Regions from separate parts of the Mus musculus genome. Here region 2 is linked to region 1. Evidence: chromatin contacts called from public promoter capture Hi-C data. All regions are on one chromosome and are shown on one strand. Each heading gives the region's core, a stretch centred on a gene start, on an enhancer-like site or on the middle of the called end of the contact. The rest is flanking DNA. Distances are from core to core; before and after follow the strand shown. Region 1 holds the start of Abcd2 (ATP-binding cassette, sub-family D (ALD), member 2). Region 2 overlaps Slc2a13 (solute carrier family 2 (facilitated glucose transporter), member 13).

What was found. Promoter capture Hi-C pulls out the DNA fragments that hold promoters and counts their contacts.
Region 2: a contact with region 1 is called in a promoter capture Hi-C map of liver. The contact joins the enhancer-like site here to the promoter of Abcd2 in region 1. A contact is called at or near these places in 1 of 39 promoter capture datasets (liver), 7 of 484 Hi-C or Micro-C datasets (cerebellar granule neurons, cortical neurons, embryonic stem cells and 3 more), 1 of 115 datasets of contacts at active chromatin or transcription factors (bone marrow-derived macrophages) and 3 of 9 other capture datasets (adipose tissue, macrophages and pancreatic islet).

The regions. Positions count from the first base shown.
Region 1 is chr15:91,190,280-91,193,625 of GRCm38.p6, reverse strand. It overlaps Abcd2 (ATP-binding cassette, sub-family D (ALD), member 2), which reads left to right and starts at 1,619. Exons shown (of 10, transcript NM_011994.3): 1 at 1,619-2,956. The coding sequence starts at 2,018.
Region 2 is chr15:91,274,428-91,277,773 of GRCm38.p6, reverse strand. Slc2a13 (solute carrier family 2 (facilitated glucose transporter), member 13) reads left to right here. Exons shown (of 10, transcript NM_001033633.3): 8 at 1,286-1,407; 9 at 1,559-1,711. Among named protein-coding and RNA genes, the nearest start is that of CN725425, 77 kb to the right of the region's middle. Within about 2 kb of position 1,638, at least 5 of the 459 cell types and tissues checked have an H3K27ac peak or open chromatin away from gene starts, as enhancers often do. A contact at or near this core is called in liver, where this site is marked.

The DNA.
Region 1 (3,346 bases), core at 370-2,869:
GCCCAGGGAGTCTTATCAGCATTGCTTGAGTGTGCTAATATGACCAAATACCAAAGATATGTGTCATTTGTATGTTGGTACATCTGTTAAGTTGGATGCAAATAAAAGACCTCTGGATAACAAACAATTCTTAGATTTAATATATGTATGCCAAAGAGCTCAAAAGAATACTGTTTTTTAAAAATCATTCTTGGTAAAGGCAATTCTTTGACTCATGTCTAATGAACAATAACGATCACAAGACATTGGGGCACATATTCTAGCAGGGAGGTTTGCAGACTTCTATATACAATGTTTTTTTTTAAACAACTGACTATTTTATTTAATGTCTACACCCACTTCCCAGAATAGCATCGTTTCCATTTTACAGATAGAAGGCAAAGCTGAAGCACAGAGAGGACTAGTAACGAACACACAAGTGACCCGTTGTGATGTGACAATCACCATGTAGCTATCTTTCACTTCTTTAAATCAGGACAGATGTGGGGGTGTCAAAGTGCACTCCTGCCCTGGAACTACTATGGAGGATCAAAAGGGAGAGTCTGTGCATAATAAGGCCCAAGTATAAAATGATGCTTAGCTTAAGGGTCAAATAACACTAGCAGGTTAAAATAAGCCGTTCTACCTAACTGTGCTGGGCTCTGGCTTAAATGCACACCTTCAGGATAAGCCAGTCGTTGGAAAGACAGAAGAGAGGAGCAGAGAAAGGCTCTATCATGCAAAATCACCTTTGCCTTGCCTTCAAAAAAAGACCTTCAATTTATTAAAAATTATACAAAGTTTTGCTTGACTATTGATCCTTATGCCTTCCACTGGGAATGTGAATAATTTTTAAACTTTCTTGATTGTTGTCAAACAGCAAAAATGTTCATAGGAAGAAGCCAGCAGATTATCTCTGAGCCTAAAGAAAAACATGAAGAAAAAAAAAAAAAGTCTTGAAGAAATGCTTCCTAAAAATTGTTTTCCATCATAGGATCCCAGTTCGATTTCCCAGCTGATAAAATTCTTAAATTACCTCCAAACAAAAACAAACAAACAAACAAACAAAACACAAGGGAGATTTTTAAGTCACTTCGTAAGCAAATATTAATGTGTCAGATAACATTGCTAAACATAATCGTGGAGCAGAAAGAACTTTATTATCAGGACAAGTTAGTACCAAGGGATCTTGGGGAAGAACTCTGGGTGTAGCTCTGAGTGACTGTTTTCTGTAATACCCAAGCTCGCCTCCAGCTTATTTACAATAGCAGCCAATCTAATAGTTTCTGTGAATATCTGGGGAGAGTCGAAACAAGGGCGAAGGGCGGGAGTGAGGGGGGGGGGGGACAACATCTTCTGAACAAAACATTCTCAAGGATACATGTTTGCTATTTTGTCTTATGCCTCTCGCTGTTATCACTCTCTTGTCTGACTCCTTTCCCTGGGCCGGTTCCGTTAATCCTCTTGAGGCTCCTCCCTCCTCTCGCTGTTTCTTTCTCTCTGGGCTCATTAAAGCTGCTGCAATCCTTCCTTCCCTCTGCCTTCCCCTTTGTAGAAATCTTAGAGACGGGATGTATATTCTGAAACTTCTGAGGGTTTCTAAGTGCCGCTGAGCATGCTCAGTAGCTCTAAGGGAAGGTTTGTTCTCCAGCAGCTGACCTCATTCGACCTCTCCAGAAATAGATATTTAACTCTCTGAACTCCTGTTTAAGTATAGGATTTGTTTTGGCTCTCTCTTCGTTTTTAAGGTTCAAAGGGAAGAGGCCAGGAGTCCAGGGTCTCACCGCCCACGCAGCCAATGAGACGCCTGTGGGTGGAGCCTGGCCAGCTCTGGCTGCTGAGGGACTCGCCCCCGGAGGATGCGGTGGAGTTTGTGCTTTGCTGCATCCGTCACTGAAGAACAAAATAAGAGTAAAGGAGACAAGCTGCAGAGCATGGGAGGCTGTGGGGTCTTCTGAAACCTTTGCTGGGCTTTCCGCGGAGCATGAGCTTTTAAAACGAATTCTTTTCAAAGAAACCCATTTGTGTAGCTGGAAAAATGATACACATGCTAAATGCAGCAGCCTATCGGGTGAAATGGACCAGATCCGGTGCTGCTAAAAGGGCTGCCTGCCTGGTGGCTGCGGCATATGCTCTGAAAACCCTCTATCCCATCATTGGCAAGCGTTTAAAGCAGCCTGGCCACAGGAAGGCAAAAGCAGAAGCTTACTCGCCTGCAGAGAACAGAGAAATACTGCATTGCACGGAGATCATCTGTAAAAAACCTGCGCCGGGACTAAATGCAGCTTTTTTCAAACAGCTACTAGAACTTCGGAAAATCCTCTTTCCAAAACTTGTGACCACTGAAACGGGGTGGCTCTGCCTCCACTCGGTGGCTCTAATCTCAAGAACATTTCTCTCTATTTATGTGGCTGGTCTGGATGGGAAAATCGTGAAAAGCATCGTGGAAAAGAAGCCTCGGACTTTCATCATCAAATTAATCAAGTGGCTTATGATTGCTATCCCTGCTACCTTTGTCAACAGTGCTATCAGGTACCTGGAATGCAAACTGGCATTGGCCTTTAGAACTCGCTTAGTAGACCATGCCTATGAGACCTATTTCGCAAATCAGACTTATTATAAGGTGATAAATATGGATGGGAGGCTGGCAAACCCTGACCAGTCTCTTACCGAAGACATTATGATGTTCTCGCAATCTGTGGCTCACCTGTATTCCAACCTTACCAAACCTATTTTAGATGTCATTCTAACCTCCTATACTCTCATCCGGACAGCTACATCCAGAGGAGCAAGCCCTATAGGGCCCACCCTGTTAGCAGGACTTGTCGTGTATGCCACTGCTAAAGTACTGAAAGCTTGCTCGCCCAAATTTGGTTCGCTGGTGGCTGAAGAAGCCCACAGGAAAGGCTACCTGCGGTATGTCCACTCCCGAATCATAGCCAATGTAGAAGAAATTGCCTTCTACAGAGGACATAAGGTAAGACAGGCATTAAAGCAACGGGTGAAATGTGAGACTGTTCAGGCAGCCACTGCACTGCCAGATACCATCTGTTGTCTTGTTGACAGACCCACTTTCTGAGCATTTTACAGTCCCCGTGCCCCCCGCTCCACCCCCACCCGCCGTCCCCGTAGCTAAATCATGCTAAAATACATGAGCCCTTTAAATCGCCAGCCAGGAGAGAATGAAAGAGTCCAAACTTCTCTGAAGTTTCATGAGAATAAAATGTCTATTCTTTTTTAAGTAAGCGGTCTTCATAGCCTCTGTTACTCTAGTGTGACTGTAATGAATGAGCTCAAAGGCTTTTTCTTAAAACTTAAGTACTAACTTGGTGAAGGGTTCTGCACATTGTGAAGTCCATGCACTTTT
Region 2 (3,346 bases), core at 389-2,888, 84 kb before region 1:
AAAAACAACAGGAAGTTTATGGAAATGTAATTCTAGGAAAGAGCCAGGTTCCAGCCCCAACAAACAGCAGAGCTTGTCAGCTCTGGTCACGTGGTTCTGGATTTAGAGTCAAGAATGACACATGAAAAGGGTTGTAGAATATCCCTCTACAGTTAGGGAAAGCTGCTGAGGCCTACAACAAGGCAGGGGTATCCCAGAATGAGGTTGTGATGGTAAAGCCAGGGTTATGTTGGAGACACCAAGACACTGGAGATGCCAGGCCCTTGAGATACCTGCTAAGGAGTATTTCAGACAGGGTGTGGACCAGCCCAAAAGGAGGAAAGCTAAGTAGCAGGCAACAAAGCTGGAAGGAGTTGGATCTCTGAAGAGAGATTTGTCCTTGGACATAGAAATACAGAACTCTGGGGTTTGCCCTTCTGGATTTTGCTGTTGTTTTGGACCCGTGTTCCCTCACTATGCTTTCTTTCCACCCTTTTGGAGTGGTGATGTATATTCTGTGCCATTGTACATTGGAAATTACTTGCTCTTTTGATTTTGATTCTATAGGAAGTATAGTTTAAAGATTGCCATGGGTCTCAGAACAGACTTTGAACTTTTAAACAGTAATGGCACTAAAAGGCTATGAAGAATTTTTGGCATTGGACTGAATGTATTTTGTATTTGGGTGTGAATGAGAATGGCCCCCATACAGTAATATTCTTGAATGCTCAGTACCCAGTTAGTATAACTGTTGGGGAGGACTAGGAGGTGTGGCCTCATTGAATGAGGTGTGGCCTTGTTGGAGGAGGTGTGTCACTGGCAATAGGCTTTGATGTTTTCAAGCCCTTGCCAGGCAGTGTCTGTCTGTATCTGTGTCTCTCTATCTCTGTCTGTCTGTCTGTCTGTCTGTTTCTGTCTCTCACTCTTTCCATCTGTCTCTCTGTCTCTCTGTCTCTCTCTCTCTGTGTCTCTCTGTCTCTGTCTGTCTGTCTGTCTGTCTGTCTCTCTCTCTCTCTCTCTCAGTTGTGGCAGTTGGGTAAGAAACAATGCATGACCCATCCACTCGAATTATACTGAACTCCAATGGTGTGGATTTACATGTATACTCTACAGTTTATTCTCATTTTAATATGACTATTTGCATATGTATGTTCAGGACATAAGATTTGAATTTTCTAAAAACAAATAAAAACATATGTTCACCTTTTTTCCCTTAGGACGTTGAAGAATTTCCAAAGTCATCCACTATAATTACATTAATGTCTACAGCTATGTCCTAAACACTGAACTGATTTCTGTTTTTCAGGTGTGATAATGAAACCAAGTTCAAAGCTGAAGGTGCTCACTGGGCTTACAGTTTCTGCCCTACCCCCTACTCCTGGACAGCACTCGTGGGCCTGGTGTTGTACCTTGTTTTCTTTGCACCTGGTAAGCAAGGCTTTGTCACTTCTTTGCATTGCATTGTCCCCTTGTCACCTCTTTGCATTTGCATTGTCCCCTCTTGGAAGAGTCAGGCTACTGTGTTTCATCCCATAGGTGATTTTTTTTTTTACTGTAGCTTTCATTATTTACTTCTCAGGAATGGGACCAATGCCCTGGACCGTGAACTCTGAAATCTATCCTCTCTGGGCAAGAAGTACAGGAAATGCGTGCTCAGCTGGAATAAACTGGATTTTCAACGTGCTGGTTTCTTTGACCTTTTTACACACAGCAGAGTATCTTACATACTATGGTAAGAGCATGGTTTTTTTCAGTGCCCTTTCACTGTTATTTCTAGTACTCTATCCTTAGATACCCTGGATTTGTGAGAGCAGTTACATGCTTATGTTTTGTCTGTACATAGTAGCTCTGTACATATTTCACCACTACAAGAGTTCTGGACAATGTGTCTGGGAGAGCTCTCTTTTCCTAAGCTTCTTGTCTCCAAGTGCTTATGAGTGCCCCCCAACCCCACAATTCTTCTATCCCTGAGCATCCCCATGCCTGCCAGGATAGAAATCCTTACAGCACAGCTTCCCGTTTAACAAGGAAGCAAACAGAAAATGATAAGGCACCGGAAACAGGGCTGATGAGATGCCCCTTGGGAAGGCTGGAGCCCCACACCTAAGCAGAGTGTAAGCCTGAGAATAGCTCACCCATGTAGGACACTGTGCCATTCACCGAGTCATCTATCCAGCCAGGACATGCATTCTGGCACCATGGGGCCCAGCACTTAACCACTTTCAGACCCAGAAACAAAAGCCTTGAAATAAAACTGTGTAGAGACTGCAGCTTTAGAGAAACACTGGTGGGTAATGGCACAGTACAGAAGTTCTTTGCAAATCGATTTCAAACCTGTGTTTACTAAAGTCTAAAGATCTTGTTCTGTCCCTTCCCAGCCCTCCACCCATCACACACATAGTTGCCTTGTCTACATGATTTTATCAGTTGTGATGATATTAAGTTGGGATAATTTTTTATATGTTTTATTAGGTATTTTCCTCATTTACATTTCCAATGCTATCCCAAAAGCCCCCCATACCCTCCCCCCCCACTCCCCTACCCACCCACTCCCACTTTTTGGCCCTGGCATTCCCCTGTACTGGGGCATATAAAGTTTGCAAGTCCAATGGGCCTCTCTTTCCAGTGATGTCCGACTAGGCCATCTTTTGACACATATGCAGCTAGAGTCAAGAGCTCTGGGGTACTGGTTAGTTCATAATGTTGTTGCACCTATAGGATTTTTTAAAGATGGAATGTAAAGTCACTGTACTCATATCTCCATGTGATGTATGTAAAATATTATCTGTCTAGTCCCTTCTAATGCATCCCCAGCAGGCCTCCTATCGCATGCTCTGGGCATACCCCTACCTTTACCATATATACCAGAGGGCCCAAGAAGCCAGGCTTGTGCTTCATCCAACACTGTGTTCCTGGCTCTTGCCAGGGGACTAGAAGGGCAAGCATCATGTTCACCTGTGTAAGAATGACACCTGTGAAGAATGGTACAAACCTCTTTCCTCTGTCTTCAGGACCTTCTGCTACAGTATTGCTGTAGTTAGTACTCTGACGCCAATGGTTCGTTATCTTCTCTCCTACTTGGAACATCTAGAACAACAGTTCTTAACCTGTGGGTCACGACCATCAGTAAACACGTATTCTCGGTGGTCTTAAGGAATGCCTAACCATAAATGTACTTTTGTTGCTACTTCATGACTTGTAATTTTGTGGCTGTGTTGTTTTAGTTACTAAGATCATCATAAATATGTGTTTTCCAATAGTCATGGTACACAGGTTGAGAACCGCTGATCTAGAAACATTTGTTTTCTTGGGAAGGAAATGGTAAGCTGGTGGTATGTTTAGAGAATCCGGCTCTATACCTTTTAAC